Regions from separate parts of the Mus musculus genome. Here all the other regions are linked to region 1. A link is a contact called in public Hi-C data. All regions are on one chromosome and are shown on one strand. Each heading gives the region's core, a stretch centred on a gene start, on an enhancer-like site or on the middle of the called end of the contact. The rest is flanking DNA. Distances are from core to core; before and after follow the strand shown. Region 1 holds the start of Pappa (pregnancy-associated plasma protein A). Region 2 overlaps Pappa (pregnancy-associated plasma protein A). Region 3 overlaps Pappa (pregnancy-associated plasma protein A).

Region 1 (4,632 bases), core at 1,532-4,031:
CTTCCAGGCTTTCTGGGGCTACATGGCAGTCGTGCCGTTTATTTATTAATTTATCTACTTACTGTTTTGTTTTTGTTTTTTTCTTTCTTCCGTTTTGTGAGGAATGTTATTTCCACGCATAAAATGAACCAGGCATTTTATAGGAGCAATAATAACCTAGCATCACCGATCCAATGAAAGTATTTTACTGCAACAATTGTGCGAGTCGATTACGTACACGTAAGTCTTCCAGAGACCAGGAAGGGAGAAAGACCTTGGTCTGAAACACTTAGAAGCCTGTGCAAATGCAAATGCAATCCCGTGAGACAAAGATTTGTATGCATGTATATATTAAATGCACCCACTATCTTTACAACCCCGGGCTTTCCTCTCTTGGGGGATCCCTTCCGAATCATCCACACAACAGGTAGAGCAGCAAAACCAAACCTACCCATCTCTTAACCACTTTCAAGCAGCAAACCGCTGTGCTTTGAAAGTGAAAACACTCAGACACACTCAGACACACACAAACACACACACACACACACACACACACACACACACACAGAGAGAGAGAGAGAGAGAGAGAGAGAGAGAGAGAGAGAGAGACCTGAATTATCATCATCTTCATGACTATTTTGAATCTTGTCTCTCGTTACATGTTGTACCCTCCTCTGGCTGACAAGGGTTTGGGAGCTGAAAGTGAATGCGCTCCGTTTCCCTCTCCTTTTCGGAGGGAGGGGGTGGTGGTAGCGATGACGTCAGTTTTGTGTGTGTGTGTGTGTGTGTGTGTGTGTGTGTAGTCGTTCTCACTCTCCTTTGGTAGCTGGGAAGTGGGAGCTTTGAGGATACATTTGAGTGGCATAGTAGCAGAGTTTGGGTTCCCTGAAGGGGACTTCGGTAAATGGGAGAGTCGGTGCAGTGTTCAGAAAGGTTTATGCCAAGGCAAAACAGCCGCAGACTGCCTGAGAGCGGTGTGTAAGGGGTGGGATCACGAAACCCTCTACTCGCTCCCAGGTTGCAGCGAAGGGGGAACCCCTAATATAGCTTTAAGGCGTCCCAGGACACGGCAAGGTTGTTTATGCAGTGAGGGAATCTCCCAGACAGAAGAGGCAAAACTTTCCTTCTCTCCTGCGCCGCCCCCTCCACCACCCCTCGTTTTATTAAAGGCATTTCCACAGATTCATTTAGAAGGGAAAATGAATGTTGAGGCGTTTGGAAGGTTTGCAGCCCTCGCAAAGTGTCCGGTTTCACTATGGGCTTTGCTGTGGAGCAGCGAAGGGGAGAGAGGGAGGGTGAGGAGGGAGATCTTAAATCTAGTATGGGCTCATAAAAGTCCCCAAAGAGAAAAGCGCCCCATTTCTCAGCCGAGTCTGGGGTAGGCTGTCAGAGGTGCGCTAAGAAGGTCTGACCCAGCGGTGAATGACAGGCAACGGGCTTTAAAAGCAAGGACCCAGAGAGGCAGTGTGGGTGGCTATGGTGGTGGTGGTGGTTCCCAGAGGCAAGCTTCGGGCAGAGAGCAACTTTGGGGTAGTTATAGGACTTCTAAGTCTGGCAATCAAAACTACCTGCCCCATGCCTACTTTGAGGGTAGCCAGGCTACTGGAGAATTGCGTCTATGGAAAAGTAAAGAGAAATGAACCGTTTCCTACACTTCTTTCACACGCAACCCATCTGGGTCCTGTACCCTTTTCTCCCATACCCGGACAGAGTCTCTCTGTACATCCCCAGCACCACTTAAGTATTCTGGGTTCCCGGGGGATCAGCTATATCCCTAGCTCCTGGTCTTGGACCGGCGAGGAGCTCCCGAGTGCAGCTCCCCAGAGGCCGGGCAGCATCCTTTCTCAGCGCGCCCATTCCGCAGATGGGTTAAAGAGAGTCTCTCTTCCTTACTCCCTGTGCTGCTCCCGGGACGGCTCCCGCAGACCCACCCGCCACCTGCACCCCAGACATCCGCAAGAACCCAGGAGGGGCCTGCAGAGACCCGCAGGGTGGTCCGCCAGACAGGGGGGACCCCTTTCTCCTTACCTGTGATCACTGCTGGAGACTTCTGGCCACCCTCGGCTCGCAGCCACACTTGCAGTGTAAAGGCGTCGCGGGGTAGCTCCAGGTCGGCCCGGAGGCGCAGCTGCTCCCCTCGCCCGCTGAAATAGAGCGCCCGGCTAGGCGGGCTCGGCTCCTCGGCGCCCCTCGCCGCCCGCTGCTGCCGCCGCCGGGGGACGCGCACGGCTTCCCAGGCACCGCCCGGAGGCGGCGGCGGCGAGGCGCGGCGACCGCGGGCCGCCCGGGTGGCGCAGGTGGCCGGTCCAGCGGCGGGGCGCGGGGGGCGCACGGCCCGAGGGTCTCTTCGGACCCGGCGGGGGCGCTCGGCCAGCCCGCAGCCCAGCGCGGCGCTCAGCAGCCCCAGGCGCAGCACCCAACTCCAGAGCCGCATGTCCGACGGTCCCCCCCGCCCCCCCTGCGCCCCTGCACCGCCGCCCGGAGCTGCCAGCTTTAGCTCGCACTACTATTTGCCTCCTTTCTCGTGCGAGCCCCCCTTCCACTTGCTTTTTTCTTTTCTTTCTCGCTTTCCTCCTCAAGGTGTGTGCTCCACTCCCCCCACCTTTCAAAAATACAGTCCAACTCCTCCTGGTTGGCAATTAATTTCTCTCCCCGCTCCTTTATCTGCCTTATCCCCCCTTCTAACAGCTGGATGCCTTCCTCCTTGTTTTATTTCATTTTATTTTATATATTTCTAGCTCTTAAAAAAAATCTCCTCTAACACACTGGTCGGCTGAATTCCCTCCCTCCCCCCAAGATGCTCTCATTTATTTATTTTTTGCGTCCTTTATAACACAAGCCACAGCCCCCTTCTCCCCCCCGCCCCCTCCCCTCCCTCCTTCTTCACGAAATGAAAGGAAAGAGGGGGAAAAAATCCCTTAGAAGACGAGTAAACAAGCGTGTGCTAATCTGTTCGCCAGCACTCCACCTTCCCAATTGAATGAGTCCCTGTTCAAACTGCGGGGATCATGACCAATCAATCGGTTTGGAGAGGCCGATCCACCCAGCCTTCCTCTACTTTGCCGTTTGTCTCCTTTCCTTCGGTTCAGCTTCTCCACCCCCTCTTTCTTCTTCTACTTCTTCTGTTTTTAAGAAGACAATCTTAAAGTAACAATTTAATGAAATTCTGTACACACCCCCTTACGGTCCTCCCTGCTCTTCGCATTCCGACTCAAAACACACGTTCTGGTTTGTTTTGTTTTGCTTTGCTCCCTTTACCCCCGCCCCTTATTTTTATTTTTTATTTTGCCTCGTGGCGGGAGAGAAAAATCTGTCTTTCAGGGTCTCATTTGCCCTTTGCTGTTACATGTCTCTCTTTTCACAATACACAAAGCGTTGAAACTTGATTTTCAGATTCTTTTTCATCTTCTCTGCCTCCCTCCCTCTTTCTTTCATTCTCCCACTTTTCTTCTTGTTCTCTGTCCCCCTCCCTTCACCTCCCTCTCCCATTTTTCTCCTCCTTGCTCTCTCTGTCTCTTTTGCCTTTCTCCTTCTCCTCTCACCACATTTTCTTAAAGTTATACTGTAGTAAGTTGGTTCTCTCTTCCCTGAGACCCCAATGCTAACCTTCGCGCTTCAGCATACCAAAGTCAATTCCCAAATCCGTATAGATTGAACAGAGCATCAGAGAACTGTTTGCAGGGCATCTCCCTTGGAGATACAGTGGACCAGTGCTATGTCCCCCATCATTGCCCCTGAACAATCCTACATCATTCAGTTGACTGTTAGATATACTTTTTGTTGAATATAAATGGTAGGAAAATATGAATTTACCCAATTTCAGCTTAAAAACAATCCAAGTTCTCCTAATGTTGGCCAAGCACAGGTAAGCAGGTAACAGTCTGCTGCCCCTGTGGCTCTACGTTTTGAACTGAAATATATATATATATATATTCATTCCTTTCCCCCTCTTTATGGAACTCAAAAGCTCCCCCTTATGGCAAAACAGCTCTCTTTCCCTCGAGTGTTTAATAAGTCAAAATGGGTTAGCCATGGTGGTTTAAATTTATTAGTTCTTTGCTAGCCTGTCCAAATAGTATCTCTATAAAAAGATGTCATTCCAGGTAGAATTTATGGTGGAAAACTGAGGTGAAGTTGACGCTACTAATTATTGACTTGCTCTCCCGTGGTGTTCCTATCCTACGGGCTGTTCCAGATCCTTCCTCAGAGTTAGGATCTTTGCTACATGCTCCAGGGAGGAACAGAACCATCGGAGCATATTTGCTGGTAAACAGATAAAGATTTGTAAGATGACAGATGACTCAGATCTCCACCCACCCCACCCCCCATAAAAGCTGAAATGTGGTAAGCAGGAATCATGGCACTATTCTGCAAACCAGCTATCCCAGATTTCTGTCCTCCTGGTCAGGGAAGAACTTGCTATGTAGCATCAGGCTAAGAGTTCTGGAACTCAAGGTCTCTACGTATAAAGAGATGCCCATCTTCCATCCTCCATTCTATAGAGACCTGATGGAAAGAAAAAAAAAATACTGTGCATAATGCCATAGGTTAAAAACTTACCCCCTACCCCACAAATCTCTCACGGTCTACAACTTTGATTCACCTATACAAACTAGGATGTAGTCCTCAAAGAAGGAAAAAGATGGGGGGTGA
Region 2 (4,632 bases), core at 1,016-3,515, 120 kb before region 1:
AGAAGGGAAAACTGAGCCTGGGTGGCAGCAGAGAGGTACCCATGGCTACCCAGATAGCAGCTTTAGGCTCCAAGCTCCCCAGTGCAACCAGGACACTGGGATCCACTTGAGTGCTCTTTTCTCCTTATGTTAAATGTTAGAAAGCAATTTGGCTATTGTAATTGGGAAAAGAGAAGACTTGAGAACCAAGGGTCCCATCACTGAGTCGTGTTTTTGTTTTGTTTGCTTTTGTTTCTGTTTCTTCGTAGTCGTGAATATGGCATGGCAAAGACACAAGCAAGGTGTGTGTGTGTGTGTGTGTGTGTGTATGTGTGTATTTACTTTCTGTCCTTCTAGGACTCAATGGTAACAAACAGAAAGACCAGATAATACTCTCCTGCTCATTCAAGACTTTATCCAGGTGTGGGACACAATCTTTGTTATTTGAACTCTCTTCTCTGACCTACCTGGTGAGATGACTTTAGACAATTCGCTCAAGCCCATCTCAGTGCCTCTATTTTCTGGTCAGCAAGATGTGTAAGGCTACTCTGGAAGGTTGAATGATATGTGACATTTCAGAATTTTTTTAGCATAATATTGGTGGAATTAGGCATCTAACAAATGGAGCCCTGCCTAATGAGCCCACCTACCTGGTGCAAATTCCACTTCTCCTAATCTAGTATGACCTTGGGCAATGCACATGATAGTTCAGATTTACAATTTTATCCTTTATCAAACTGGGTGATGACTTTAGTAATGTTTTAGAGTTGCTGGGAGTGCTGGTAAAATTTTTAATGAACCATGCTAGTAAAACATGAAAGAAAACAATGTATACTCCTTTAAAACTACTAAGTGTCACTATTTTAACACCGATCATAAATGAGCCCTTTTCCACTTGTATTGCTTTGGGGATCAAACTCATGGTAAACTACCTGGCTCAGATCAGAAACTGTATTGGCTTATCACAACTCTAAGTAGTAACAATAATAACTAATATATTTTGCTGATGAAAACTGAGGCACAGGTTTATATAGCTTCTGCATCAGATTTTCAGCCAGATGCCGTGTTGGTAACTACGATGCCATCTGATGCTCTGTTTGTGCTGTGCACATCCTGACTCTATCACCATCGTTGCCACCCCTATCATGGCCATCCCCATCTCTTCCTCTTTTTTTTTTAACTTTATTTTTATTTTCTGTATAAAGGCCTATCTTTAAGTCAAGGAAAGCATTCTTTCCAGAAAGCCTTGGAAGGGAAAGTTACAATATATAGAGATGTTTTGTTTGTTTGTTTTAACAGAGGGAACTGTAAATGAATTTAGGCAATGAGGAATGTTTGATTTCGTTTCTCAAATTATTTTTTTCCTAAGATGAGAGGTGGATTCTTCCATTACGGTTACACAGAAAGTACTGTTAAAAAGAAAAATAATAATAAATGCAGCTCCCAGCAGAGCCCCTGTCTCCCTCCTCTCCAGCCTAAAATACTGTTTTCTTTTTTAGTCATTGTTGTTCTAAACTCTCCTAGGCATATCCACTGAGAAGACACAACGATTCATCTTCTTGTTTTCCTTTCTCGCCTTGCTTCAGTCAGGGCCAGGATGGTCTGACAGAGGGGCCATAGGCTAGGTGACCCCCTGCCCTCCCAGCAACTTAGTGGCCAGGCAGATTGATCCTCAGCCCCTTACTGTGTATCTACCACACAGAGAGGGAGGGCACTGGGCTTTAGGGAGTGCTAATTGAGTTACTGGCCCTGGCTCTAACACTGGGGTGGAGATGCCCTGTCAGGGATGGGAGACAAAGTGAGGCTGAGAGCTGCTGGGGAGAGGAGCTGGGAGAAAGAGACACATGGTGGGGGGTGCCTGCAGTCCTGAGAGATATGATGTGGGAGTCTCTATGAATTTGTTTTCTTGACTCTATGTCAGCATCCAGCAAAATTTGAATCTCCTCAAGCCATGAAGGATGTTCAGTATTAGGTGGATCTTGAAAACAAAAAGAGCCTTTCACAAAGGGAAAAACCGAGTTTCAAGATGTTGAACCGCACAAGGTCTACCACTAAGCCAGGACAAGAAGTGAACTATCCAGGACTATCGTGAAGCACATAGTGTGAAATATAAAGGCACCCAGAGTTGCATATTCTGTAAGGGCTTAAATGTCCTCTCTGAAATGATCATGTTTCCAGCGTTGGCTCAAGATCTATGACTAACTGCAAGCCCTTTAGGGGATCCTGCACATTTTGTCTGACTAATTTGACCTTCCCTCCTTCAGCTTTTATCAGCAGCCTGTCTGCCATTTATGACTCAGTGCCTTAGAGAGGACTCCCCAAAGCTGCTGAACAATGCCTCCAGCCAGAGCCTGCTGGGGGAGTTATCACTTCACTGATATCATGGTTTCTAAAGGAAACCCCAGGCCTGGTGTGTGTTATAGTTCTAAACAGCCGAAAAAGGACAAGATAATTTCCACATTGCAAAGGGGAATGCAGTCGGCATTACTCAAGAGGTCTTGTGGGTGGTGTTTGTTGTAATAAGAAACTTATGTACTGGGGGACTAGGGCACTGGGGGTGGGAAAGTGGGAAAGGGAAGTCACCAGAGTGTTGCACAATAACACATTGGCACCTTGGGAATACTTCCGGATGTGTGGGCTTCTGAAAAGTGAAGGGGAATGCCCCCATAAATCTGTCACCCACCCTCACACTGCTGTTACTGGCCCAGAGAAAACAGCCCTTCTAAATGGTCTGTGATGACAAGGGTGGCAAAGAAAGGCAGAGGAAGAGGAGGAGGAGGAGTGGGGAGGACAACGACAAGAAGGAGGAGGAAGACATAGATTAAGGAAGAGAAGCAGAAGGAGGAGGAAGGGAGGGAGGGAGGGAGAGAGGGAAGGAGGGAGGGAAGGAGGAAGGAAGGAAGGAAGGAAGAAAGGAAGGAAGGAAGGAAGGAAGGAAGGAAGGAAGGAAGGAAGGAAGGAAGTCCATTCCAATGGCAAAGCTCTGGAGGAGAAAAAGCAGGGTCCTGTATTCAATTTGGAGGGAGCACCATACCTTTGGAACCTTGAGCCAGTTGAGACATCCTAATAAATTTTAGATCTCATATCTGGGATACGAGCCACATATAGGCTCATATTGAATAAAGCTGCACAACATAGGGCCACCCCATTTAGTACTATGCTGCTCCCTAAAGGACTGCTCTGGTTGATACTTCTTCTTCCACAGAATCCCGACTCCCTACAGTTACATGAGAGAGGAAAGTCTAGTTTCAGGAAATGCTTCTAAACTTCTTTCTATTTTGTGAAGAGAGTTTTCAGTTAGGATTTTAATACATAATCAGCAGAAACCAGTTTTGGTTAGCTTGAGCAAAATAAATGAAATAAATGATCTATTTGAAACACTCAGTGATGAAGGGCTCTCTCATAGGGCGGGAGAATAGAAATGGCTTTCCCTGAGGGGAATTTCAGGCAGATGGCAGCTGCTCTGGCCCAGGTACTTAGTCTCCATAAGAAATAACACACCTTTCTAGTTTCCTCAGCTATGATGCTAAAGTACTTTGGATACTGTCATTTCATGAATGATCATCAAAATAGGTTCAATATGGCTTCAAAATCCAACCTGTGGCTTGGTTGTCTGCTGAGGTAGAAGTTAAGCCTAGAAGGTAAGTTGTGGGTCCCCACGCAATCTGCAGAGTAACTTCGGGAAGATGATTGGATATTATCTAGTGCTCTAATGAGGATTGGGCTCCACCCTACTGAAAAAATGATCTTGATTTCCCAAATCCAGGATTCAGAAAGTAACACTTCAAAATATTGATAGATATCTGCCACAAATGAGCTCCAGGTCTTTTTACTTTTTCTGGGTGGTGTTTGTTTTAATAAGAAGTATTCATCAACATGGTATGTACAAGCTGTGGTGTGAATGAAAGTCAGTTTCACAGCGGCCTATCCTCCTGGCCACCATTCTTGACACATACAATGATAAGAATGCTCACCTGTACACAGCACCCGCCCTCACCCCTCAGTCCCCGACCCCTCTCCAGTCTCTCTTCTCTGACTCATTAGAGCTATTGGGGAAAGGGTGTGAAAAATTGTCTGTCTATACTTGAACTGTTTTTCTTAGAATGTTTTACAGACTCAAGCTTTGGAGTTTGTGTTGAAATGCAGTCTCTGGAAGCTGGCATCGTAGAATGAGTTCCATTCTCCCTGAAATGCCTGTATTTGTGAGTCTCTATCATGGAATTCTAAATGACCAGTCAAGGATACGGCTGATGTCTTTTCTCTAACACAAATAAAAGAGAGAAGAGAAAGGGAGAGCCTTCCTTTAAAGTAACCTATACATTCCATTTCTACTAATTTAGTATGAGAATTGCTTCATAATAGTACAATCTCCATTCACCCCTGAAGCTCTTTAAATCAGGAGTGACTAAGTGACCTTTTAGCATGTAACTTTACACAGTAAATACACAATCAGATTCTGGGTTTGTTTTTGTTTGTTTGTTTGTTTGTTCAAAACAACCCTGGCTGTCTGTGAAATTGCTTTGTAGACTAGGCTGCCCTTGAACTCATAAAAATCACCAGGCTCTGCCTCTTGAGTACTGGGGTTAAATCCACACCATCACACGGGCCAAGCTCTTGGTTTAAAGACAGCATAACTCTGTTTTGTTTATCGTC
Region 3 (4,632 bases), core at 1,218-3,717, 80 kb before region 1:
ACAGGATGCTATGGTTTGGATCTTAAATGCCACAGGAGAGTTCATGTATCAGAGCTTTAGCTCCCATTGAAGTGAAGTGCAGAGGTGACTGTCTTTGGGAGGTTATTGGATCATAAAGGTTTTGATTGTGTAAGAAGAATAATATATTCATGGATTCATAAACTTACTGATCTCTGGAGAATGGACCCTATGATAAAAATGAAACTCTCTCGTTATTTTCGGGACTGCATAAATCAAGCATCTCCATCCTACTATTTGCACGGTAGTATAATATACTATCCTGGCTCTAGCAATGGTAGGTAGGAAAATGTCCAAGTGACAATGATGTTTTTTTTGTCCCAACAGCAGAAAACTGATAAACACACACAGACAGACACAATGCTAGTGACTTCACTGCAGGCATTTTTCTCTTTTAAAAGACACATATCATGAGGATGTAAAGAAAATGGCAGAAAAGGGCTTAAAAACTGAATGTTAAAATCAAGCAGCATAGTGAATATCTCTTCCCTCACGAAAGCATCTGTGGATCCTACAGCTGTAAGGTCTTTAGTGATCCAAGAAATTTGGAACTCATTCCTACCTCAGGAACTACAACGAGCAGAAAGACTGTGACTAGAGAGATTCAGTGTCTAGGAATGTTTTTATGTGGTTGTGCAGGCATGTGCCCAAGTCCCTATGAAGCTGCCACTTCACCCAACATTTTCATGTAGTGGAGAAAAAATCAGAATGCATAAATCTCTTTCAAACTTATATAAACATAAATCATGAGCAAAGTTCTATTCTATCAGAAGAGTAATCTTCATTAGTAATAAAGGACTTATTGTTAATCCCATCCACTCTCCTTTGTTTGCTGTTGAAAAGACCAAGGTTTGGAGAGATAAATGAATATCACAGAAGACTGTCCTCACCTCTGACCCTTTTGACTCCATCCATGGCCCTTCCTATTATATCAACTCTGCCTTATTAACATGAATTCTACACTCAGCACTGGGATACAATCTCTAGAAGTAAGTCTGATGGAGATGAACTTTCTCCTTTTCGGTCAAGACCTTCTGACTTTCCCCACATCTTTCCACAGCCCACCCATTTTATCAGCTCCTGAGAGGGAGAATGCACTTACGTGTCCATGAATCTTCTGTTGAGGTGGAGTAATGAGGCTACATCTTCTAGCAGAGGTGGGTCTCGAAGCACTTTATACTGCAGAGGTTTACACTGTAGGCAGAGTGGACTGTCTACAGTGGAGGTCAGCATTGCTGCATCAATCTCCAGGTGCTCATCAAGAGTATAGATTTGGATGCCATATACCTCCTCACCCACATCCCGGAGTCTGATGGTAAGTGGGATATCACAGAAAACATTCTGAGGACCCAAAGAGATATTCTTTCCACTGATAGTCAAGAGTTTGATGTCATTGACAGCTCCACTAGAGTCCCAATCACTGGAGACAAAGGTTACCCAGATGGTCAGAGACTCAGGGACCAAAGGGTAGCGAAATTCCAGCTCGAGGTAGCAGCCTTGTGGCTCAGGGCAGGCTGGAGGAACTGTGTGTGGGTTGACAGCTGAATTTGGACTCCAGGTTCGGACACTGGATTTACAGGGCTGTTCAACATCTGGGTGACCTATATCGAAAAGAGATGCAAATGAGTTCTTGCTACATTCTGGTTTTCAGAGTTTCCCACAGACCCAGAAAAAGATATGTCTGATGAGAACTTAGGGATAAAGGAGTAACTCCTAGTGTCATGGAAATCTGCTGTATATAGAGCACTCAGCTCATCCCCCAACCCCGCATAACAGATCTCAGAGGAGTCACCCAACATTGGAAGTGAAGTTCAAGTGTCTTACTACTAAGAAAATGCTGAAGCTTCCCTTTTTAAGTTTCCATTGAGAGGTTTCGGTGCTGCATATAGAAAGAAAGAAGAGGTATTTTTCTGAACACTCTTTGTGTCCCATGAACTTGTTTAATTTTTGAATAGATTCATTTTCTAAATGATGTAATTAAGGTTCAAAAAATTGAATTAATTGAACAAAGGTATATACCATGAAGTCCCTGCTAGATGCAGGAATCATTAAAATTAGAGTTCCAGTTGTATCATCGACGTTGATACATCCTGCTTAGACTTAACAGAAGCACCAGAAAATAACTAGCAGAAGAGGAGAGCAAAACAGAGAGGATGCGTGTCTTACTCAGAGATCCTGGGAGGAGACTAAGCCAAATGACAGAGCTACAAGTCAGACTTGGGGCCCTTTTATCTCTACTCCTCCGTTTCCCTACATGAGATCATTCAATACCACTGTGCTTCTCTGAGTTATGTCTCCTTTCACTCAAGGACAGAGGAGTGGGAAAAGAAAAAGTTGATGTTGCTACTTTTCCTCAGAAAAAGGATGCTTCTTCTCTACTGATCTCAGTCTGAAGCAATTTATAAATTCTTCACCGATGAGGTCACCCATACAGAGAACCCTTTTCTTGTACTGCTGAGAAAAGTGATCACAGCTCGGGGGAGTTCAGTGAGAGACAGAGATCATTGGTGAGGACAAGCTAAGAGAAGTTATAGTAGTAGTCATATCATTTGCTCCGTCAGTATAACTGGATAGTAGTGTTCGTTTAGGGGATGGGTATGTTGGATACTTCTAAATAAAGAGGAAGAAAAGCAACCTTAGTCTTACAATACTTTGTGGTAATATTACAATGTAACAGGACTCAAGATAACATAAGCATTAAAAATGCAGTTGTGTGTGTATGTGTGTATGGAGGCTGTTATTGCAGTGGAGGTTGTTAACACCCTCTATATCCTTTTTTTTTTTAAAGATTTATTTATTATATCTAAGTACACTGTAGCTGTCTTCAGACATACCAGAAGAGGGTGTCAGATCTTATTAAGGATGGTTGTGAGCCACCATGTGGTTGCTGGGATTTGAACTCATGACCTTTGGAAGAGCAGTCAGTGCTCTTACCGGCTGAGCCATCTCTCCAGCCCCCACCCTCTATATTCTTATCTTTTCTTATAAAGAGAGAATCAACATGCTACAAAGTTGAGATGGCAAATTGAAAAGAAATAGAGAACAAATGGAAACATGGAAAATACACAAAAACATTTTCATAAATAACAGCTGACCAAGACAATATAATCATAGCTACAAGATTTCCTCCACTATATCTTGATTGGATTCATCACCTACTAATTAAATGCTTGCTAGAAGTCACTCTTGCTTTAAGGAAAAGGGACAATAATTCTGCAACTAACTTAAGTCTTCTTATTTACTCTGCAATACCATGTATTTCTGACTCCCAATTTTGGATTGTGAAGATACAGGGATCTCTTTTGAATCCAGTATCCGTTATCCAAAACAGTTTACAGGATATTAAGAACATTCTCTAGTCAGTAATTAACTCAAAAGATCATATTAAAAATCTTGTAAGACTAGATATTTCTGTCTCCATTTTACTCAATGCTGAGAGCCTTTGGTCAAAACAGTATCTGGTCTGTAGAGATTATGCATAGTAGGTATTTTTCAGTATTTGCTCAACAACTATCAATATGGGAATTTATACATTTATAAAAAGAAGATGTGAGTTTATAGAGTACTCTCCAGTGGTTGGTGCCAGGTGAATATTCCACCCCCTTCATGTGCTTTCCCTGGAATTGGCAAGGGATAAAGCTATCTTTCTCCCATCCTTGGAGAAAATGACTATCAGTTGGGGAAGCCACAGGAGAACAAAGATGACAAATCTGTTTGACTCATCATTCCTTTTTGTTTTCTTGTAAAATCAATAGAGTGACCAAATGCTTTCCAAAGGATAAGGTGGGTCTGTTCATTATGCCCAAATAGGCACATAGGAGTAGAATTTTAGCAAGGCTTCTACTTATCTAGTTATTACAGACAGATTCTTAAATAGTAAAAGAACCATTAAGTTTCACAAAACCTATTAGTAATAATGCCAGGTTTCATACACTTACCAGCCTTTTATGTAGGCAATGCACCAAACAAGTTGCATGCCTCAGATCTCTGTATCCTGGTAGCAAGTAAGCTCATTTTATAGAAAACAAAGCTCCAGATAGCTGAGGAAACCTCTTATAGTTAGTAGAGTATCACTGGATATTGTTGGTCCAAGCAGTGTACCAGGCTTTGAAGCAATTATAGCTGAATTAAAGTCCCAACTATCCAGCTTCAGCTATGTTACCCACTTCAATGTTACCCACTTCATAACATATTTATCAAATGCAAATGAAATGGGATCTTTAATAAATGGTCACAAATATATGAGTACCATCATGAGAAGAAATGAGGGACCAGGAAAGGAAGTCTTTGCGGGAGGAAGCATTTCAAATATAGACAATGGTTGAGAATGAATGTGAGATAAGAAGACTTCCAGTTTCACACAAAGAAAGTAGTAAGGGCTGCTAAACAGAACCCACTTCAGGAAGTGTTTTGTATGACACATTAAAAGACTTGAAGCTTGCACTTAGATAGATGAAGAGCTCATGGTAAATTTTAAACAAGAGAGTGACGTAACAATTGTCTTTTTAAAAAAGCCACTGTTTAGAGATGTAGATACTATCTATTCATCAATCATCCATCTTTGTCTATTTATCATTCCATCTGTCGATCCATCCAGGTACCAATCCACTATCC

The links. Hi-C and Micro-C count contacts between places; a contact is called where the count stands out from the background.
Region 2: a Hi-C map of Sertoli cells shows a contact between it and region 1, with 4 times the contacts expected there. The contact joins the enhancer-like site here to the promoter of Pappa in region 1. A contact is called at or near these places in 5 of 39 promoter capture datasets (the 3T3-L1 cell line, 3T3-L1-derived adipocytes, cancer-associated fibroblasts and 2 more), 26 of 484 Hi-C or Micro-C datasets (3T3-L1-derived adipocytes, the Patski cell line, Sertoli cells and 13 more), 4 of 115 datasets of contacts at active chromatin or transcription factors (the NIH/3T3 cell line, bone marrow-derived macrophages and embryonic stem cells) and 2 of 9 other capture datasets (embryonic stem cells and embryonic tail).
Region 3: a contact with region 1 is called in a Hi-C map of Sertoli cells, with 2.4 times the contacts expected there. The contact joins the enhancer-like site here to the promoter of Pappa in region 1. A contact is called at or near these places in 1 of 39 promoter capture datasets (the 3T3-L1 cell line) and 5 of 484 Hi-C or Micro-C datasets (MC3T3-E1-derived osteoblasts, Sertoli cells, embryonic fibroblasts and 2 more).

What each region holds. Positions count from the first base shown.
Region 1 is chr4:65,122,323-65,126,954 of GRCm38.p6, reverse strand. It overlaps Pappa (pregnancy-associated plasma protein A), which reads right to left and starts at 2,781. Exons shown (of 22, transcript NM_021362.1): 1 at 2,008-2,781. The coding sequence starts at 2,413.
Region 2 is chr4:65,240,499-65,245,130 of GRCm38.p6, reverse strand. The region is part of intron 9 of Pappa (pregnancy-associated plasma protein A); the gene reads right to left. Among named protein-coding and RNA genes, the nearest start is that of Pappa, 120 kb to the right of the region's middle. Within about 2 kb of position 2,265, at least 65 of the 459 cell types and tissues checked have an H3K27ac peak or open chromatin away from gene starts, as enhancers often do. A contact at or near this core is called in the NIH/3T3 cell line, Sertoli cells, adipose-derived mesenchymal stem cells and 3 more, where this site is marked.
Region 3 is chr4:65,201,641-65,206,272 of GRCm38.p6, reverse strand. It overlaps Pappa (pregnancy-associated plasma protein A), which reads right to left. Exons shown (of 22, transcript NM_021362.1): 7 at 1,121-1,619. Among named protein-coding and RNA genes, the nearest start is that of Pappa, 80 kb to the right of the region's middle. Within about 2 kb of position 2,467, at least 12 of the 459 cell types and tissues checked have an H3K27ac peak or open chromatin away from gene starts, as enhancers often do. A contact at or near this core is called in Sertoli cells, embryonic fibroblasts and tail fibroblasts, where this site is marked.